Regions from separate parts of the Ovis aries genome. Here region 1 is linked to region 2. The links are chromatin contacts, called in public Hi-C maps. All regions are on one chromosome and are shown on one strand. Each heading gives the region's core, a stretch centred on a gene start, on an enhancer-like site or on the middle of the called end of the contact. The rest is flanking DNA. Distances are from core to core; before and after follow the strand shown.

The links. Hi-C and Micro-C count contacts between places; a contact is called where the count stands out from the background.
Region 1: a contact with region 2 is called in a Hi-C map of muscle, with 3 times the contacts expected there. The contact joins the promoter of LOC121817444 here to the promoter of NHLRC1 in region 2. A contact is called at or near these places in 2 of 16 Hi-C or Micro-C datasets (muscle and skin fibroblasts).

The regions. Positions count from the first base shown.
Region 1 is chr20:39,014,684-39,017,383 of ARS-UI_Ramb_v3.0, forward strand. LOC121817444 reads right to left here and starts at 1,309. Exons shown (of 2, transcript XM_060403494.1): 1 at 402-1,309. The coding sequence starts at 1,034. The coding sequence ends at 405. It overlaps NUP153 (nucleoporin 153), which reads left to right and starts at 449. Exons shown (of 22, transcript XM_027958739.3): 1 at 449-1,146. The coding sequence starts at 1,033.
Region 2 is chr20:38,722,713-38,725,412 of ARS-UI_Ramb_v3.0, forward strand. NHLRC1 (NHL repeat containing E3 ubiquitin protein ligase 1) reads left to right here and starts at 1,369. Exons shown (of 1, transcript XM_027958731.3): 1 at 1,369-2,700. The coding sequence starts at 1,449. The coding sequence ends at 2,633.

The DNA.
Region 1 (2,700 bases), core at 59-2,558, 290 kb after region 2:
ACTGTATGTTTTTCTAATTCTGCTTTAGGCTTAAAGATCATGAACATTGCTTTTTTCAACCGGTTTTTTTCTTTTTATAAGATAATGTTCGCTCCTGTCTAATTTAACTATCTGCTCACTTTACCTCTTTACCTTACTATCCGTCCTCTTTACCAACCACGAGGAAGGAGAGTAAGAAGGAGGTTACTGCTTCTGTGTTAAATGCGTCTTTCAAAGTCTACGTTTATAGCCGAGCACAGGAAAAGGAACGGAACCCCCCTGGCTTTGTGCCTCTGCGGCAAACCGTGCCTCTCTCCTTCCGCGTCCTTTCCGAGAATTAGCCTTCCTCCCGTTAACTACATTTCCCAGCGGCCCGCGCGGCCGAGAGCGCGGGCTCGACCAGCCCTTCCTTCCTTCCTCACCTATCAGCCGGTCGCAGCGTGATGACGCAGGCTCGCCGGGCGCTGACGAGTGACGGTGTTCTGGCTCGAGACCGCAGCGGCGGCCTTAGCAGCGGCAATAGACGCAACAGCGGCGACTGCAGGGACGACGGCGGCGACGACGACGACGGCGGCGGCGGGGCGGGCGCTGTGCGCAAAGGGGAGGGGTAGGCGGGCGGCGCCGGCGGCTTCAACTGCGGCAGCTACACGGCTGGGGCGTGCGGAAGAAGAATCTCCATCAGCCGGCGGCCGAGTTAGGCCCGAGCAGCGCCGGGGGCCGCTCGCGTTGTCCTCTGCGGGGGAAATCTCCATAGAGACGGTGACACACACAGAGGCGGGGGTCCGCGGGAGCCTGCGGGACCGGAGAGCCAGCTCCTCGGCCTCTGTGGCCTCCCCGCCCCGCTCCCCCCACCTCGCTGCCGCCAGCGCGCATTCTCTTCTCCGCTTCTGCTCGCCGCTCCGCGGTTCCCGGTGGGCCTGGGCCCCCGCTGTGAGGGCAGCGCGGGCGGACTCTTGGGGGCTGGGGCCGGGTGAGGCGAGGCGGGGGGCGGGGGTCCTCTGAGGCCGCCTCTGCCTCTCCCGCCCCGGAGGGGGAAGCCGCGGAGGCTCCGCCATGGCCTCGGGAGCCGGAGGCAGAGGAGGGGGCGGTGGCGGCGGCAAGATCCGGACGCGGCGTTGCCACCAGGGCCCGATGAAGCCTTACCAGCAGGGGCGACCGCAGCACCAGGTAAGGGAGCCCCGGCGCTCTGTGTGAGGGGGTCCCTTCGCGGGCCCTCGGGGCGGCGGGGGGGCGGGGGGGGCGGCCCTGGCGCCCCACGTGGAGCGTCGGGGAGGCCCCGGGCGAGGCGGCGGGAGCCGAGGCCGCCGGGGCGGCGACGGGAAGTGGGCTTGAGGCCGGCCAGCCCTGCGGCGCACACGTGTGGCTCGGCCTCCTCTCTCCACCAACCCCCCGCCCCGCACCCTGGCCCTCTCCGCCCCGGGGCTTTCCCCGGGCCTGGGCGCAGGGCGGGAACACAAGTACGAGGCCCACGGTGGGCCTAGAATTCTGCCCCCCCCCCCCCCTTTTTTTGGCGGGGATTAGGAGCTTGGAGGAGGGGGGGTGGTTAATTACTCATGTCCCTCAAGGGAAAAGGGAAAATGCTGTGGTTGGGAGGGCCCCCCACCCCCACGCCTGCAGATTTCTAGTCTCCCGCGTTTCAGCGCGTGCGGGGAGGGGGGCTGCCCCAAGGACTCCTCCGATCCTCACCCCGCCAGGGTACCTACCTGGGGCTTGACGGGGGCGCTGTTACAGGGAAAGTGAAATAACTTATTCTCCATCCTTTAAATTCTCCATCTCCCCGTGGCCCTCCCCGATCTAAGAGCCCTGGCTTATTTAATTTTTTCTTCAACCGGGATATGGTTAGTGGCACTGGGGCATTTTGAAAGTCCCTCTCCGCACTTACGTCTGTTTTTCCGTCGCGAGACTCTTCCCTCCCCACTTTTGTCCAACCTTTCCCCCCCCTCCCCACACACACCCGCGCGTTTTATTTTGGAGACTAGAATTGGCCATTATGCACAGTTGACTGGGACTCCAGTTCTGATCTCATGCACAAAATATTTTAATATTGCAATGGGTATTCTAGAAGTTTAGGTACTTTCGACACTACAGGAATGTTGGTGGTCTTGAAATTTAACCACCTTGTGCACTCGTGGGTGTTTGAAATTATAAAAATAGGAGTTTATCCTCAGATATTTGATTCTGAGAAAGTTAAGTATTTTAAGTTTTGCTTGTTAACGGGGGATTGAGTGGGAAAATGTTGAAAACCTTCTAATAAAAGTCACTTATAAAACTTTTCACTGATAGTAAGGTAGGAAGTAAGTGTGGGCCTTAAACCTATAAAAAGTATAGCAAAAGGGTCTGATAACTTGTTGCATACTATAAAAGGTAGACTTCTAGATTGCTTTATTCCAGATGATGATAAATATTTAACAGTTAAACATGTTTGGTGCTGTTGTTAAATTGTATCATTAAAAACAGAATTTTAAAAGTAAAGATTTGGGAGAAGTTTCTTAATAGTGAAATTTCGTAGTTTATAGTATTAGGTAGCTCTCTACTAATGGTTACAAGTCTTGGCTACTATCAACTCCCACCAGTGTTCCCCCAGATAGGCTTGGTTTTCAAATTTTCTTTGTGAGGAGCAAGATTAGAATTCAGGTCACAAGCCTGGCCCTTTGACCTAACCCTTTTGTTGCGAGGAAGTTTGACACATGTGCTTTCTGTTTTTTCTGAAAAAATAGTGCT
Region 2 (2,700 bases), core at 119-2,618:
CGATGGGATTGCAAAAGAGTCGGACATGACTTAGTGACTAAACAACAACAACTACTTACTATGAGAATGATAGAAGGTCCAAAAGAAAATGTGCGCACCTGCTTCATCCACTTGGGTTTTAATTTCCCTCGTGCATCTGTGTTTTCCCGATAGTTCATAAGCGTCATGAGCTCTGAGACTAGGTTTCACACCTGGCCAGCCCGAGCCCCTAGCACCCAGTGCTGCTGACAGGAAATCAGAGGGCACTTTGCTGGGTTCCAGGGGGCAGCCTGCTTGTCCTCAATAGGTGTCCTCAAGTGTAAAGGGAAGATGCTCCATCCATGATTGGTGTGAAGATTACAGATCTGACCATGTGCTGTGGATTGTTGTTCAGTCACTCAGTCCCGTTCAACTCTCTGCAACCCCATGGACTGCTGCACGCCAGGCTCCCCGTCCATCACCAACTCCCAGAGCCTACTCAAACTCATGTCCATTGAGTCGGTGATGCCATCCAACCGTCTCATCCTCTGTCGTCCCCTTCTCCTCCCGCCTTCATCTTTCCTAGCATCAGGGTCTTTTCCAATGAGTCATCTCTTCACATTAGGTGGCCAAAGTATTGGAGCTTCAGCATCAGTCCTTCCAACGAATATTCAGGACTGATTTCCTTTAGGATGGGCTGGTTGGATCTCCTTGCAGTCCAAGGGACTCTCAAGAGTCTTCTCCAACACCACAGTTCAAAAACATCAATTCTTTGGTGCTCAGCCTTCTTTATAGCCCAACTCTCACATCTATCCATACATCACTACTGGAAAAGCCATAGCTTTGACTATATGGACCTTTGTTGGCAAAGGAATGTCTCTGCTTTTTAATAACGCTGTCTAGGCTGTGGATCAGTTTCAGTTCAGTTGCTCAGTCGTGTCCGACTCTTTGCAACCCCATGGACTGCAGCACGCCAGGCTTCCCTGTCCATCACCAACTCCCAGAGCCTACTCAAACTCATGTCCATTGAGTCAGTGATGCCATCCAACCATCTCATCCTCTGTTGTCCCCCTTTCTTCCCGCCTTCCATCTTTCCCAGCATCAGGATCTTTTCCAATGAGTCGGTTCTTCGCATCAGGTGGCCAAAGTATTGGAGTTTCAGCTTCAGCATCAGTCCTTCCAATGAGTATTCTGTGGATCAGTTCAGTTGAGTTCAGTCGGTCAGTTGTGTCCGACTCTTTGCGACCCCATGGACTGCAGCACGCAGTCTACTCTGTGGATTAGAACTTGTTAAAATCCACTGTCCGCCTCTCCGGATACAGTGCCGCGCGCGCCCACAAGGGGGCGGCAGGTCTCGGCCGAGCGGCCGGACAAAGTGGACGTCAGGCCCAGCGGCCCCGCCCCGTGGCCGTGACCCCAGGCCGCGCCGGCGCGGCGTCCTGCTCTGCAGGCAGACGGCGCGGCCGGGCGTGCGGGGCGGGGGCCGCGCGATGGGGGCCGAGGCCGCTGGGAGCGGGCCGGCGCTGCGGGAGCTGCTGCGCGAGGCGGAGACCAGCCTGCTTGAGTGCAAGGTGTGCTTCGAGCGGTTCGGCCACCGCCAGCAGCGGCGCCCACGCAACCTGTCCTGCGGCCACGTGGTCTGCCTGGCCTGCGTGGCCGCCCTGGCGCACCCGCGGACGCTGGCCCTCGAGTGCCCCTTCTGCCGGCGGGCCTGCCGGGGCTGCGACACCAGCGACTGCCTGCCGGTGCTCCACTTCCTGGAGCTCCTGGGCTCCGCGCTGCGGCCGGGCCCGGCCGCCCCGCGCGCCGCGCCCGCCGCCGCGGGGGTCCTCACCTGCCAGCACGCCTTCGGCGGCTGGGGGACCCTGGTCAACCCCACCGGGCTGGCTCTGTGTCCCAAGACGGGGCGGGTCGTGGTGGTGCACGACGGTAAGAGGCGAGTCAAGGTCTTCGACTCCGGGGGAGGCTGCGCGCATCAGTTTGGAGAGAAGGGGGACGCCGCCCAGGACCTTCGGTACCCGGTTGACGTCACGGTCACCAGCGACTGCCACGTGGTCGTCACCGACGCCGGCGACCGCTCCCTCAAAGTATTTGACTTTTTCGGCCAGATCAAACTCGTCTTGGGAGGCCACTTCTGCTTGCCGTGGGGTGTGGAGACCACCCCGCAGAATGGGGTCTTGGTCACGGACGCGGAGGCGGGGTCCCTGCACCTCCTGGAAGTCGACTTTCCCGAAGGGGTCCTCCGGAGGACCGAAAGGTTGCAGGCTCACCTGCGTCGCCCGCGGGGGGTGGCGGTGTCCTGGCTCACCGGGGCCATCGCGGTCGTCGAGCACCCGCTGGGGCCCGGCACCTGCAGCAGCACTACCGTGAAGGTGTTCAGCGCGAGCATGCAGCTCATCGGCCAGGTGGACTCCTTTGGGCTAAGCCTCTTTTTCCCTTCCAAGATCACCGCCTCCGCCGTGGCCTTCGATCATCAGGGCAACGTGGTGGTTGCCGATACTTCCAGTCCGGCTGTCCTCTGTCTAGGCAAACCCGAGGAGTTTCCAGTGCTGAAGCCCATCGTCACCCACGGTCTTTCGCATCCCGTGGCGCTGACCTTCACTAAGGAGAGTTCTCTTCTTGTGCTGGACAGCGCGGCCCATTCTGTAAAAGTCTACAAGGTTGACTGGGGGTGATGGGGCGTGGTGGGGGTCCTGGGACCTGCTCCAGAAGCCCCGGAGCCGCCCCTGTTGAGCCCCGGAT